Linked DNA regions of Mus musculus: regions 1 and 2 are each linked to region 3. Evidence: chromatin contacts called from public HiChIP or PLAC-seq data. All regions are on one chromosome and are shown on one strand. The core of a region is the stretch at or near the end of the contact, and the rest is flanking DNA. Distances in the headings are between cores, read along the strand shown. Region 1 has its middle 45 kb from the start of Gm51502. Region 2 has its middle 14 kb from the start of Gm51502. Region 3 holds the start of 6330420H09Rik (RIKEN cDNA 6330420H09 gene).

Region 1 (2,700 bases), core at 192-2,691, 150 kb before region 3:
TATTGGTGACTTTCTATAACAGGGAACTTATTCTCTCATACGTAGCTCAAGAATTCCGGGATGTAGCTCACCTGATACAGTGCTTGCCCAGAACTTCATAAACCAGGCATAGTGGTGCATAACTGTAATCCTAGTACTCAAGAGGTGGAGACAGGGGGATTAGAAGCTCAAGGCCATCTTCAAACACATAGTTTGAGGCCAGCCTGGGCTACAAAATACCCTCTCTAACTAATTCATTAGTCAATGAATTATTTTTTTTAAAGAATTGGCAACTGGTAAGCAAGGGAAAGAAAAATGTCTTTAATTTAGCATCCTTTGTCCATCACCTTAAGAAATAGAATTTACCTTGAACATTCTCAGCAGGCTCAACTGCATCCAAGCCTTTAGGCATCCTAAACCAAAATGGCTTAGAGTCATCCTTAAATGGAAATAAAAACATACAATGAAGCTCCGTACTAAATTAAATGCATGAAGACTGGTTTTGTGATTTTTAAAAGATCGGGGGAAATTAAATGTGAATTTTTGCATATAAAACAGTCCAACATTTGCAACTCCACAAAAACATTTTTAAATGAATTCATGGTTCCCAGTGGTGCCCAGCACCCCAAGGGTTTGGGTCCAATTTTTGCCCACTCAAAAATCCCATAATAGCTGCTTTGGAGGAATAAATGAATGGGGAGGTAGTGTGAGACATACCAGCACTGGTTTTTCCTCTTGGCCTCTCCCAGCTGGAAGTATTCTGGTGAAAAAAAAAATGGAAGCAAAACAATTCATTCCTTCTGCCCTCTACCTAGACAAGCTGCTCCTTCACCTTTCCTCACAAATAGAGCTTAAGGAAGCTGGATGAAGAGGGACCTGTGATCCATGAGCCCAATGGCTAGCAGAGAATATGAGTGGGCTTTGATGGGATTATGCCAGAAGAACTGGTCGGTTACCTTCTGTCTTCACACTCCTCAATTCTCTTACGTTCTCTTAAGAACAGAGCCTGTGGTAGGGAAGACCAGCTGCAGGTGGCTCCATACAGTCTCACCCCTTGCTGGGAAAGGCCAGTTCCAAGCACACAGCTGACCAAGAGGAAGGCAGCCTTGGGGAGTTCAGGTCCCTGCCCAGTTACTGCTGCAGTCTCGAGCACAACATTGAAACAGAAAAGGCGGGAGAGAGACGCAACCAGAGCAGTAACACATAACACACAAGTTCTGCCTCGCACCAAACTTTAATCTTTTCCCCCAGGCATCTACTCAAGCAGCATTATATTATTTAATTTTTTTTACTATTAATATTCTGCCCTCGATGTGCTGCAAAGCAACTTCATGCAAAGGGAGAATGGACTTAGCAGGAGGACTCATTTGTCTTCGGCACCTGGACTGTTGTAAATTAGAGTGCACCCGGTGTGGGGAGCAGGGCTATTTTAATCATTCCAATGTGCCCAGTGCGGGAGATGAACTCAAAAGTGAATATTAAAAGTAGTTGTGGAATTCAGTCGTTTCACGAGTGAGCACGAAATAGCCAAAGGCAAAACCGGAAGGCAGCTTCACTTCCAATCAGTGTTCCCATTTTATTGAAACCAGATTGGAATTCCTGGAAGGAAGCCTACAGATCACATCTTTAATGCTCATTTTCATACACTCCAGTAAAACTGTCAGGGTGAATCAGTTGTTGAAGAAGGCTTCCTGTATAATTTACAGACGTGCCTCCCTGCAGCCCATTATTTAGAGCTGAAACTGAAATCTGTTTTTGATCAAGCTCCGAGACTTCCTCTCACCTGCCCAGGTTTGCTGGACTCTAATTTGGCGATTAATGCTGGCCTTTCACACCACACTGCACCCTCAACACCAAGGACATTCATCCCCACACATGTAGCCGTGGGCTGGAAGGTGCCTGGGACCCGCTGGGATGCTAGAGTGAGTGGGAAGACAGGGCTTAGCATCCACCACATACAGGAACACCCGGGAGAATTATACCAATCACGGAGGGCTTCGGCAGGAAGCTGACTATGTGTGGCCAGAGCCCTCTGAAGTCCTGTTTCTTCAGCCCACTGCTGTGTCAACAAGTGAGTACAGTGGGGACAGAACACAGGGCAGAGGTCTTCAGCCCTCTGTACTCTAGAGTAGAGTTACTTGGGAACAGTCAAAGCAAGCTTCAATTTATACTAGAAAGCCCCATCTTCCAAGAAGGATGAGCTGACCAAACAGCCCTGGTGAGATATAAAGGAAGTGAGCAACAGCCCCATGGGAGTTGCCAATGTCTTCTTCCTTTTCTCCTCAGACTGTGCTGGTCTAAGAGACCTCTTTGGAGAGATAGGGTTGGCAGGCAACAGGCCAAAAAGGAAGACATCTGGGATGTTTGCTAGTACCTGGTTAATTATGTGGGGTGGAGACTGTGTGACAGGAGACCCAGCCACTCCCAGCCAGGCTCCTGGCCTCCATCCTTCTCATTCAAGTATCTAGACAAGTTAGAGAACTCAGATGAAGGATTTGGGATTTTAAACACACAGGTTACCTTTATTATTCTAAGCTCTTTCTTTATGGGATGGGAAAGCCAAACAGAAATGAAAATTATATGGTGGAAAAGAGCCCTGGGCATTTTTTCTCCAGAAATATCATAGCAGAACAGGAAACTAGGCCTTGCTAGTATCCTAATTCCAGTTCCAAGACAACACAGCCACTCAGCCTCATGCTCTTCATGTGCATCAGTGTACTG
Region 2 (2,700 bases), core at 179-2,678, 180 kb before region 3:
GTAAGCCCTGCGGGCCTGTCCTCGGAGACCACATTGACGCCGCTCTGTTAATCAATTGGCACGAGGAACATGGGACACATTTGGCTCTTCTTTCCCACATCTCGCCCAGACTGCTCACGATATGCCAGCCTGGGGAGTCTGATTTCTTGGGTGACACCCTCAGCTTCTCCCTACGTGGTCTTTAGTTGTCTCAATTAACTGGGACAGTGGCTCACAAAACATGACAATCTGCCACTTTCCTAATATTTGCAAATACACATTTTACATGGCTGGCAAAGTTCAGAGGAAGGGATATGAAGCTATTGGGCCTCTCTGGACACCTCTAGTGAAGTTTTTGAGTGCTAACAAATTCTAATCTCTTGGGAGCTTTTGTTGTTGTTCGCTTGTTTGTTTATTTGGGGTTTGGGGAGGTTTTGTTTTGTTCTGTTGTGATGGGGTCTCTCAACATAGTTCTGGCTGTCCTGGAACTCGGATGTAGACCAGTTTGGGGTACTGTGATTAGAGATGTGTGCCACCACAGCCTGATCCTGGTAATTTTTTTAAAAATAAAAAACACAGTTATTTTCATTCCTTATGTTATCTGTTAGGCCACTACCATCTAAAATCCAAAATCTAAAGACGTGAGAAATATAATAAAATAATAGAGAAGTCAGTCAGATTCAAATTTGAGGAAGTGATGGGTCTAGCCCTTGTCACTTCTGGGCAGATGATGTCATAGAGAAGTCCACCTGAGTGGCAACTCAAGAAAGCTGCTTTCCTGGTGCTTCCTGTTCAACTTGCAGTCAGATGGGCCAGTTGCTGTTTGCATAAGCCCTTGGGAGGGGCCTTATCAGTCTTGCAAATTTTGGAAGGTTCTAGAGCCTTGTTTTGTTTACTTCCTGAGTATTGGGAGTCCCACTTCAGGATAGAACATTCCAATCTGATGGAAATAGCTAAGGAACAGAAGGTGATCCCAGTAGAACCTTCCTATGAATTTCGTGAAGCTTAGGTTGGGGTATCATACTAAGCTAAGAACACAACAAGGAGCAGAAAGCAAAGGAATATGTGTATATAATTACAAATCTGGGGTATCAGACAGCAGCCACTAGTTGAGACTCCCTGTTATCTAAGTTAGGACTGGAGCTGAGAGAAAAGGGAAAGGGCTTTTAGCCTCTGGGCCAGTTCAGAGAATTGGGGTTTTTCTTCACTTAAAAGTCTTTCTGCTCTAAAGGGGGTGTCTATAGACATACAGCCTCCCTTCTGTCCAGCATGTGGGATCGTTCTCCGTTGTTCATTCGGAATATTTGAGATTAGATTTTTTTTTAAAGAAACGTCGTTCATTCAGCTCATAGTTCCAGAGCTCAATGTGGGGTGTGGTCCGGCTGCATAGCTTCTGCAGAGAGCCTCAACTGCTCAGGTCACAGCACAAAGGTACAGAAGAAGTAGGTGGGCATAGTTGTTTGAATAAGAATTATCCTATTGCTTCTCCTATTTGAATGCTTACTCATCAGGGAGTGGTTTGAGGATTGGGAGGTGTGGCCTTGTTGGAGGGAGCATTTCACTGGGGTGGACTTTGAGGTTTCAAAAAAATCCCACAGTAGGCCCAGGGTCTTCTTTCTCTCTGCCTGCAGATCAGGATGTAATTCTCAGTGGCTGCCCTAGTGCCATGATTGACAACTTGTTCGTGCCATGCCTTTGCCAGGATGATAATGGACTAAACATCTGAGCCTGTAAGCAAGCCCCTAGTTAAATGCTTTCTTTACCTTGGTCAGAGTGTCTTTCCACATCGATAGTACAGTGGGCCCGTGTGAAAAACGAGGAGGAAGCAGAGGAGCTCAGCTTCTTTAGAACAGTAAGCTCTTTGGAGGGCAAACTCGTTGCTGTTAGAATGGATCTGGGTTCTTGGATGACATTTATCCTTCTTCAAGGCCTCACTACACAGTACAACTCCATGAAGGATGTCATTCTAAAATGAGTTTCAGACCACAGCCAAGTCATATCTTTAGAGGCCAGTAGGGATATATGTAATCAAGGGTTGACAATGAAGCTTCAGTTGTTACACGGCCATAGAGCTAGATACTCCATTTCAAAAGCAGTCCTGTTTCTGCATCTGGAGCTGGGGCTAAATCCCCATGGGCCAAACAATTGGGAAGGGAAGGTGGTCACAAATAAAAGAAGGCCTGGCGTTCTCAAACTTCGGAAGCTGATCTAGAACTCTTGGGATGAAGTGAAGTCCAGTGCTTTATAACCATATCATGTCTTCCAGTTTTGACTTAAAGACTTCATCTTCAATGAGTACATCCACCAAGTCTCTAGTTAGCATGGGATCCATGAATCAGAGATGCTGAAAGAAAACAATGGGTCAGAGTAGACAGGAACCCTCATCCCCTCAGAAACGATGCTGGAAGTGTTTCAGATGCCTTTCTTCCCAAGATCAGCACAGACTATGTGGCCCACACACTTGAAGGGCACTTGGAGTTCAACTCTGTGAAGTAAGAAATATTCTTATCCCTTTCTTTATCTATGAAAAGAAAAGCTAAAGGGTCCATCTTTAGTAGGATTCCACTCTAAAGGGTCTGCATTTGATAAGAGGCAGCTGGACAGGTCTTCTTTCCAGCTTCTAGGGAGTGTCATGGATGCAACTGTCCTTTCAGACCAATCCTGCCAAGCTAAGGGCCCAGTCCTCATCAAGAGAACACCCCTCCTCTTGGCCCATAACTG
Region 3 (2,700 bases), core at 164-2,663:
CTTTACATCTTATCATTCGACTGTTACCCTGGGATTGCCAAATGAAATGCCCAGGGATCAGACCCAGGCAGACAGTGAGGTCAGAAGTTATTCTCTTCTGTGAAGAGTACAAAAGACATTTTGTAAAAGCCAGGCCCAAAGAAGGAAAAGAAAGAAGTCATGCAGAGAGGCAACACATACAGAGACGTGCTTCATGCAAAATTTCAAATGGCTTGGTGACAGCTCTGAGAACCTGTCTGGGGATAATTTTATGGAAAAGCAGTCACAATGATATCAATTAGGAGAGCAAGAAGGATGCCTGCTCTGTCATTTCGGTGGGAGAATGGCTGTTGATTTTCCTTGGCATGCTCCTCACAGGCACTTTGAAGACCTTTCAGCTGAGAAGGGAAATCCACACAGTGACAGGTCCCCCACATGTTTCTCCCAGCGGTTACAACTCCATCTTTCATCCTTTGCTAAGTGGGGCGCTCAGAACATGTGTCAGTGCCGGCTGTGTCTCCTTTGAGGCCCCTTGGGTATCCTCGGGGTATCACTGAGCACAGCCCAGCATCCCCTTTCTTTGGCTTCCGGTTCCTCATCCATACAGTGGGAAGCCTTGCCTTCTCCGTGGAGCTTGGCCAAAAGAAAGCTGAAAAAACAAAACAAAACATACAAAAACCCGGAAAACAAAAAACAAGCAAACAAACAAAAAAACAAAAAACAAAAACACCCAAAGTCTAAAGCACCAATCAGGAAGATTCCGTTAGTCTCTGAGTTACAACTGAAAGGCCAGGTGGGTCAGAAAGTACATCTGTGCGAGAGAGCGAGTCCACAGTCACACAAGGTCACTCAAAATACATTTGCTACCTGGAAGGTAGGGAGTGACTGCGGTCCCCATACAAGCAGACCAAGTGCCTTTTCTAGCTACCAATATCCAAGGAAAACGTGAACAACCTAGAATCAACTGCCGTCTCAAACCAGAGGGGGGCGGGGGGAATGCCCACAACTCAATTAAACTATATCGGCACAATCCCCAAGATAAAACCAGATAGAAAAAAATTAGGGGTGGAGGGACAAATGTAGAATGCCGCATCTGTTTCTCAGGCCCCTCGGTACTAGAAGATCTGGCTGTGGTCTTCACTTTGTGCAGCAGAAGAGGGCAAACCTGCCTGCAAGTTGAAGCTCCCACGGGCAAGAGCAAGTGTCTTCACCGGTAAGTGCTGTTGTGGGCTGGTGGGGGCTAATACGCTATGAATAGAGATGTTTTAAATGTATTAAACATTGCCCCCCTCCTTTTTTTCCCCAAGATTACACTGACAGAGCCTTCCTTAAACATTATTTGAATAAAGCCTCATTACTCACAGTCCAAAGAAGTTCATTAGGAAGAGATGGCTTTGGAAAGGAATCAAGAAGCTTGCCTTTCTTCTCAGCAGTGAATTACATTAGCTACTTCCCAGTTATTTAAACCTTGAAATAAAAGATGTAAACGCCGCAGTGACATCTTAAGATCATTGCGGAGGCCGGTCTTGCATGCACAAAAATGCCCAGCTGGTCTACAGATAAAACAGATTGATAATTAGTTGCAAAATGTAACATTTCATCAAGAATATTTTGAATAATCCAATTTATCTTTGTCAGATATGCAGCACATATTTTTCTGGGGAGCAGCTTTGTTCTTTAACATAATATTATAATTTCAGGCTGCTAATGAAGGCGCCCGCCGGCCGGCCGGGCCTTGATGTGTGGCGTGGCGGGGAGCGCGCCGCGGCCCGGGGACCGGTGCGCCTGAGCTCGCCGCGCCCCGCTGCCGCCACCTGCCCGCCACAGTGTGGGCTGCGAGCTGCGGGCCTCGGGCCGCGGGCGATCAAAGGGCCGGCGGGCAGCGGGGAGGGCGCCCCTGGCGGGCAGAGCGGGCGGCGGCGGGCGGGGGGCTCCACCGACTTGGCTTCTAATTAACCGATGGAAAGGCGCCCTGGCAGCCCGGGTGGTGATCACAGAGGCAGGCATAGTTTGGTGCAAGCTAGCAGGACCCGGGGCTGTCCCTGCTGGGGTCTACTTGAAGAGGGAGGGGCAAGGACAGTTTGCTGATCATAGGACTCTCGGATGCAACTTGCTTCAAAAATACAGCCATCATGAATTCCCAATGCCTGTGACACCTAGGGTCCACATGCTGGTCCAGCCTTTGAGGTGTGGGGCATGGTTCCTGCTTGAAACCCCACATGAGAGAGAGTAACCATGCTCCCTTGTGGAGGCCCAGGCCTGTGCAAGAGGGAGTCTCCCCTTAACTGTGAAAGACCCCCTTGCTATTCTAAAGACCTTGGTTGTAGTGTCCAGAAATGAACTCAGACAGGCCTTTCTCCAGGGATCTTATTTCCCACAATTCCACCCGCGTGGCCAGAGGCCAGGTCTATACTGACTCAATTTGAAAGCCCCATTCCAAAAGATGCTGAAACTGGCAAGGCAGAGCAAACCTTCCTCTTAAGAATGTCCTTACCTATATTTGCTCAAATGGATCCCAGGTACAAACTCTGTGTGCAAAACCTTTATATCTCTTAGAAGTTATCATTTTAACTGCATGTGCAAGCCTGTTGCAGTTGGGCAATATTTTGTATTTTCTGTCTTAACACCAAAAATGAAGTCTCATAGCTCAGAAATTGGTTAATAACCTGTTCTGATACCCAAACTCCCCTGAGCAGTGTGTAATGGGCATTCATTAATGTG

The links. HiChIP or PLAC-seq counts read pairs in DNA pulled down with a chosen protein or histone mark.
Region 1: an H3K4me3 HiChIP or PLAC-seq map of craniofacial prominence shows a contact between it and region 3, with 4 times the contacts expected there. The contact joins the enhancer-like site here to the promoter of 6330420H09Rik in region 3. A contact is called at or near these places in 7 of 484 Hi-C or Micro-C datasets (embryonic stem cells, nephron progenitors and palatal mesenchyme), 1 of 115 datasets of contacts at active chromatin or transcription factors (craniofacial prominence) and 1 of 9 other capture datasets (embryonic stem cells).
Region 2: an H3K27ac HiChIP or PLAC-seq map of embryonic stem cells shows a contact between it and region 3, with 3 times the contacts expected there. The contact joins the enhancer-like site here to the promoter of 6330420H09Rik in region 3. A contact is called at or near these places in 9 of 484 Hi-C or Micro-C datasets (embryonic limb bud, granulosa cells, liver and 4 more) and 5 of 115 datasets of contacts at active chromatin or transcription factors (craniofacial prominence, embryonic basal ganglia, embryonic hindbrain and 2 more).

The regions. Positions count from the first base shown.
Region 1 is chr7:136,001,407-136,004,106 of GRCm38.p6, reverse strand. No RefSeq gene overlaps it. Among named protein-coding and RNA genes, the nearest start is that of Gm51502, 45 kb to the left of the region's middle. Within about 2 kb of position 1,441, at least 12 of the 459 cell types and tissues checked have an H3K27ac peak or open chromatin away from gene starts, as enhancers often do. A contact at or near this core is called in craniofacial prominence, where this site is marked.
Region 2 is chr7:136,032,494-136,035,193 of GRCm38.p6, reverse strand. No RefSeq gene overlaps it. Among named protein-coding and RNA genes, the nearest start is that of Gm51502, 14 kb to the left of the region's middle. Within about 2 kb of position 1,428, at least 6 of the 459 cell types and tissues checked have an H3K27ac peak or open chromatin away from gene starts, as enhancers often do. A contact at or near this core is called in embryonic stem cells, where this site is marked.
Region 3 is chr7:135,852,832-135,855,531 of GRCm38.p6, reverse strand. It overlaps 6330420H09Rik (RIKEN cDNA 6330420H09 gene), which reads right to left and starts at 1,413. Exons shown (of 2, transcript NR_166518.1): 1 at 1,342-1,413; 2 at 1-628.